Linked DNA regions of Neogale vison: region 1 is linked to region 2. The links are chromatin contacts, called in public Hi-C maps. All regions are on one chromosome and are shown on one strand. The core of a region is the stretch at or near the end of the contact, and the rest is flanking DNA. Distances in the headings are between cores, read along the strand shown. Region 1 holds the start of INTS10 (integrator complex subunit 10). Region 2 overlaps CSGALNACT1 (chondroitin sulfate N-acetylgalactosaminyltransferase 1).

Evidence for each region. A called contact is a pair of places that touch in the nucleus more often than the background predicts.
Region 1: a Hi-C map of fibroblasts shows a contact between it and region 2, with 4 times the contacts expected there. The contact joins the promoter of INTS10 here to the enhancer-like site in region 2. A contact is called at or near these places in 2 of 3 Hi-C or Micro-C datasets (fibroblasts and muscle).

The regions. Positions count from the first base shown.
Region 1 is chr11:172,948,187-172,951,547 of ASM_NN_V1, forward strand. It overlaps INTS10 (integrator complex subunit 10), which reads left to right and starts at 1,820. Exons shown (of 17, transcript XM_044225270.1): 1 at 1,820-2,018; 2 at 2,463-2,530; 3 at 3,309-3,361. The coding sequence starts at 1,890.
Region 2 is chr11:172,537,707-172,540,964 of ASM_NN_V1, forward strand. CSGALNACT1 (chondroitin sulfate N-acetylgalactosaminyltransferase 1) reads right to left here. Exons shown (of 9, transcript XM_044225260.1): 8 at 1,009-1,090. Among named protein-coding and RNA genes, the nearest start is that of SH2D4A, 75 kb to the left of the region's middle. Within about 2 kb of position 1,550, the one cell type or tissue checked has open chromatin away from gene starts, as enhancers often do. A contact at or near this core is called in fibroblasts, where this site is marked.

The sequences.
Region 1 (3,361 bases), core at 570-3,069, 410 kb after region 2:
TAAAATAAAAATTACCCTAAGCTGTTAAAGTTCAATTTTCTACCTTCTACAAAGCCAGAAGAATTCTGTCACTGGGCAATCCTGGCCTACAAAGTGATGGCACGATTAGGCTATTGCTGTGCATAATCAATCAGGAGACATTAAACAGCCTCTTTGAAACAAGAATGCTTACTTATGTACACAACAGATAGATCACAGAATGACTGATACTAATACAGTGAATCTAGCTAAAATATCTTCTGGGTGACTAATGAAACAAAATCAAATTTTTTTAAAATTTTTGAGTAAAAGGGGTGCCTGGGTGACTCAGACAGTTAAGCATCTGCCTTTGGCCCAGGTCATGATTGCCCAGAGTCCCAGGACAGAGCCCCACATCGGGCTCCTTGCTTAGCTGGGGGTCTGCTTCTCTCTCTGATCCTCCCCCATATCATGCTTGCTTGCTCTCTCTCTCGCTCTCTCACTTTCTCCCAAATAAATAAATAAAACCCTTAAAATTTTTGAGTAAAGGGGAAGATAATTAAAAGTGCTATCTTTAGAATGGTATCATAAACTAAATAGCAAAATAAAAAAGCTTGGATTTGATAGCAGTGGTGCTTTATACTGCTTCTTTGTGCCTGCCCTTCTTGGCACTTAATGTCTAAAGTTAGCATACTAATTCACCATTAACCTGAAGATCAGGTATTTATAAATTATCACAATTAGTAAGAATATATTAGACCTTACATATACCCATGAATAGTAATGTATATATTCATACTTTTTTAACATACAGTTTTTCACATATGTAAGTACCTAGTAATTTCTATTTTTAAAACATACCAGCTTTGAATCCTTAATCTCTTGGCTTTAAATCAAATAAATCGAAGATACCCGTGGTAAACAGAACTTGCTAAAACTTTCTGTATATAGAACTTGGCTTGAAAACTAATGAATCCACATTTTGGTACGTTCTTCTTAGTAGGCAGGTATCCCCTTCACCAAAGCAGGGGGACTCTTTTGTTCTCCTTCTCTCAAATGGAAAACAAATCTGGAGTGTCGGTGAAAATGACACTGATTGATGGGACTGATGGTAAGATTTCTGCAGGCCACATGTCCAAATCATTGTAAAACCCCTGCTGGGACAGGAACAACCTTTGTCGCTCCCACTGCATGCAGCGAAGCACTTTGCACGTGCTAATTACTGCAAGAGCTCAGTGTTTGTTGCAGAAATCAGCAAATAAAAAAGCAACAAGATAATATGGACATACTTAGAAAAGATGAAATGCACCAGAACGAACGCTAGGCATCTACCATGGCCCTCTGAGCCTTGGCCCCTAATCTGGACTCAGACTTTTTCCCACAAACCCAATCATGGGCAACGACCCAGGGACAGGTTCCTCAACTCCGGCGGGCCGAGGGAGCTCTGCCTGCTCCTTCCCACAGCCTCCGAGGCCACCCTCATCTTTTTCCTCTCAAACTTCTTCCCAGCCTGGTCCGGGGTACCAGACCTCGAGTTCACCCACGGACCGTAAACCCGCACATCTCCAAGAGGATGGAAGCACCCGCCGAGGACCCGCCGAGGCAGCGCGGAGAGTACCGGCACCGCGCATGCTCCCTGACTGGACGACGCTCACGCTGGAGCCCGCAAGAGTGGGAATCCACTTCTCCACATTTTGGAGGTAACCTGGAAAAGTCCTTACCGAAACACTACGTCCTCCAAGGAGGAAGGGGCCGGACGGTTACAGGGGGAGGACTGGAGGAGGCTCTTCGCAAAACACGGAACACTTTTACGGATCGGCCAACCTCGACATGCGCAGAAGCCACCCCCGCGGCAGCGGCGGCGGCGGCTGCGTCTCCAGAGCCGGAAGGTAAACGACCTCTGCTGTCCGCGGCCCGACGCCTCCCGGGTCATGTCGGCCCAGGGTGACTGCGAGTTCCTGGTGCAGCGAGCCCGGGAGCTGGTGCAGCAGGACCTGTGGGCAGCCAAGGCTTGGCTGATCACAGCCCGCAGCCTCTACCCCACCGACTTTAACATCCAGGTGAGGTCCGGCCCGCGCGCGCGCGGCTGCCTCCGTGGAGGTGTGAGCGCTTCGCCGCCCTGGGGCCGCCCTGGCCGCCAGCCCTTCCCAACTTGGGGGCGGCCTCCTCCAGTTCGGCCCACCCCGACCCCTGCCTTCCCACGTCTCCCCACCTCCCGCGCCCCGCGCAAAGGCCGTTCTCCGCTCGTTCGTCAGCGTGGCAGCCATTCGTTGAGTGCCTGCTGCTGCGGAGACGTTATTCGCCCCGTCTTGGGGACCGAAGGATCGTCAGTGAGCCCGAGGGTCGTACTCCTGAGTCCCGCGGCTCTGGGCCGCCGGGTGACGCTAGGCTGTCCGGCCCTCCCGGATTAGGGGCGCTCGGCAGAGGCCGGCTGGCGCGGCGGGCGGTGAGCTAGGCTGCGCCCTGGGCGGGGGTCGTGACCCTCGCGGCCATGTGTGTTGCAGTACGAGATGTACACCATCGAGCGGAACGCCGAGAGGACCGCCACCGCGGGGAGACTGCTGTACGACATGTGAGTGCGGCCCGCGGGCCCTGGGTCTCGCGCGACGCTCTGTCTGTGCGTGCAAGCGGGGCGGGGAGGATCTCCCCGTGCATCTGCGGCTCGGGTATCCGCGGCTCACTTTGTTGCGTCCGGGCCCTCCGTTAACGGCTGGCTGCCTTGTGCAGGGAAGGCTCCCGGTGTTTGATGCCTGCCGAAACTTTTCTTTCCGATCATTTATTTTACTTTAGAAATAGTCGGTACCCTTGCAGTTCAGACAGTACTGACGCATAGAGAATAACAAGTCCGAGTCCCTCCGACTCTACCGCCGTTGAGTTTCGTGCGTCTGTGTGTGCATGTGTGCACAGTACAATACGTGTAAGTGGGGAAGAGTACAAAAGTGAAGTCATACTACATACGTCACGCTGCAGCTTGCTTGCTTCGCCCTCTGTCATGGAGCGATGCCTTTGTTTTTCAGTATGTGGAGCACTTCTTTTTCATATTTGCGTAGCATTTCGTAATACTGGCGGACATTGAGGTATTTCCAATTATTTGAGATTATATTCAGAGTATCAGTAAGCAAATGTGTACCCGTATTTTAGTATTTTTCTGTAGATTCTTAAACATTGATTTTCACAGTCAAGGATATTACACAATACACTATCAAATTACTCTAAAAAATACTGTTCCAATTTACGTGTTCACTTGTAATAAAGAAAAGTGTGTATTTCTCCATATGCTAATGCTCTTTTTTGTGTGTAATACTATATAGAATCTGACATTTTAATTTATTGCATTCATTTTAAAATAGGTTTGTGAATTTCCCAGATCAGCCGGTGGTGTGGAGAGAAATCAGCATTATTA
Region 2 (3,258 bases), core at 300-2,799:
CATTCCCACCATTCCCATTCAAATTTGATAAATATACATCATCACAAAATAATCTTTCCTTGTATAAAGAACAAGGAAACAGAGTTTCTCGAAATGGAAACCTGCTTTAGAAAGGGCATATGGGGGTGGGGAGTGGGGATGGAAATCTCCATGCTCTGTGAGGGCAGGGCTACCCTGACCCCAAGCCAGGTCCACTTTGACCCCCTGAGCACAAAATCAAAGTTTCTGCCTTATTCATTCATATCCTAGTCACGTATGATCCATAATTTTGTTCTGTTTCGGGGCACAGGAGGAGGTACTGCTGTGGGAAGTGGGGTAGTATTTCCAAGGGGAACAGGAAACGCTCTGTTCTCATCCTACATCCCTCACTTGCTGTGTGGTCCCTTTGCCCTTTTCAGCTGCAACCTAAGGGCCTTTCCTCTCAGTGCTCTGGGAACCTCTGCGTGTGTGTGTGTGTGTGTGTGTTGACAGGAACTATACACTCATTTGGAGCTTGTAGTAGTACCTAGAATTTTCGAAGGTTCAGCAGAGAGAAATTTCAACCCTTTCCGGTATGTGATTATCCCAAATTCCCCGTGTTGTCCTTATTATTATTTTTTTTTCAGTGAATTCCGCTACTACCATGGAGGCCCAGAATGTTCTGCTTGAGAGGGACCAGAGCCAGAATCAGGTAGGAAGGAGGCATTGGGGGTTGGGGGGTGGGGAGGGTGGGGAGACTTGCTTTGAAGCCACCTTTCTGCGACAACAGTCTTTTTCTCAGACTGTGTGCCACATTTGGGATAACTGAGAGGGTCTAGTGGAGATCAGAGGGGCTCGTGTGTCGACGCATGCCCAAGCCTCATCCTGGTCCAGCCTCCAAGGCCCTGACAGAAGGAAGGGCCTCTTCTTAAGAAATGGCACTACCTCTGCCCTCAGACTCCTGGGGAGCTGCCCCGACTCCCTCCCGGGCTGCTCGTGGCCTCTGGGTGGCAGCAGAGGCCAGACTTGCCGCCAGTCGGTGCCTCTTACCTATATTGATGAAGTCTGACCGGTACTGACAGGTCATCCCAAATCCAAAGTCTCTCCAAAATCCAGTCTCCTTCTTTATCACCTGCAGGGAGAGCACTGTCATTTGAGAGGGGAGGACCGAGTGGACAGAGGTAGAGAGCAGTCCCACACTAGTGTAAGCACAGTTCAACCGGGAGCCCAGCCCATCTGACGAGAAGCCGCGCCACGACCTCCTGTGGGAAATGCAGATGGATCTGAGTCCCTGCAGATGGTTAGGGATACACTGAACTCACGGGTTCCCAAATGGGCCTTGTGATTTTTGGCACCTCTGGCTGGAATGTTTCTAGGGTGTAGGCATGAAAACACACACACACACACACACACACACACACACACACACACACACACACACTTTCTCTCTCTCTCTCTCTCTCTCTCTCTCTCTCTCTCTCTCTCTCTCAAAAACAAACCAGGAGAGCCAGTTTTTGAGCGGTGCCATGGAAAAGCCACCTACGTGTCTGGCCCGACACCAGTGCCAGAGAGAACTGGAGGCCTCGGCCCCTCACACAGGGCCGGGCAGGGAGCCAGCAAAGGGCTCAGGAAGTGGAGAAAAGGGAGAGAGAACAACTCGGAATTCAGCTGCTCTGGCACAGGGCACACACAGGACTCCCTCGGGGAATAAAAAGAAAACCCGAGAAGTTGCTGGGTTGCTTCAGCTCTGCTAACTCTCCCTTGCCGAGGTAAAGGGCACCAAGAGTCCAGGTTCTGAAGAGAGACTCTGTCCATTCATCTTTAAACTATTTTAAAACCAAACTGCTCCCAAAACATCTGTGGCAGTGCCAAGCAGCAGGGCTACCGAGAGGCCATCCAAGCGGTGACCGTCTCCAAAGAGCAGGACCAGGTCCCACTCAGTCTCTCACTCTGCAGGGAAATTTCCAGTGTATCTGCTAAAACAGCAAGACTTTTTAAAACGTTGGTTTAAATTTTTGGCTGAGGTAATTCCAGGGCTTGTTTTGAGAGCTTAATAGTTCTTTTTCATTCTTGAGATTAACATAGGTGCTTAGGGGAGAAAGTCCCCTCCTGGGGAAGGGAAAGGGAGGCCAGGCTGAACCAGGTCCCCCTCCACTGGGATTTCTGCATTTTCTGCCCGCCCCAGGTCTGGCTCCCTTCGCTGCTCATCAGAGACAGTGTATAGCAGGGGAGGAGACCTAGTGTCTCCTTCCAGCTTGACCACTGGCTAGCTTCTCTGCCGCAGGCAGGTCCCTCACTTCTTTGAGCCTCTATTTCCTTTCCTATAAACGAGGAGGTTAAGGGGTGCCTGGATGGCTCAGTCTGTTAAGCATCCAACTCCTGATTTTACCTCAGGTCATGATCTCAGGGTCCTGGGATTAAGCCCCACATGGGGCCACATGCTGGGCATGGAGTCTGCCTAAGATTCTCTCTCCCTCCTTCTGCGCCACCCCCAAAATAAAAAAAATAAGTAAGGGGCACCTGGGTGGCTCAGTCGGTTAACCGTCTGCCTTCAGCTCAGGTCATGATCTCAGGGTCCTGGAATCGAGCCCCACATCAGGCTCCAGGCTCAGCGGGGAGCCTGCTGCTCCCTCTCCCTCTGCCCCTCCCCCCGCTTGTGCTCTCTCGCTATTTCTCTCTTTCTCTCAAATAAATAAAATCTTTTACAATGAAGTAAAATAAAATAGGAGGTGGAGCTAAATCTCCGCTAAGGTCTCTTCCAGCTCCACCATCCAAACATCTATCCTCACTGCCCTTCCACCTTCCCGAAGTTCCAGGTTATGTCCCCCAAAGCCTCAATTATATTCCATATATGGCTCGTGGAAGGACTGTGAACTCAAAAGTTCTTTGGCTCTGTGATCCATGAAACCATCTTATCTCCGCCACAGCCTCTGCATAGACATGGCCTGGGCTGAGGGAACACACACACATCAGGGCTGCCGGGGGGAAACAAGAACTGAGAGAGGTTTGGTCAGTCGGTGTGGTCCCCGCAGATGTGCTCCAACTGGAACAAAGGCCCGTTATACAATATCTCCCAAGTGACAAGGCAATTTCATTAGTATCAACTGGAAAGATTTTGCAGGGAAGGAAAGTTTGGGGAAATCTCCACTGAGTCATTTTTTAAAAAACAGTTTCTGTTTCATACCAGGTACACAGTTTCTGGTGCAGCTAATGGCTTAATATCCTTTCTGCTGGCAAGGACACAAACAGACGAGTCCTCTAAGCTTCTGGATAAAAATGGAGTCAAAGACAAGGGCCAGT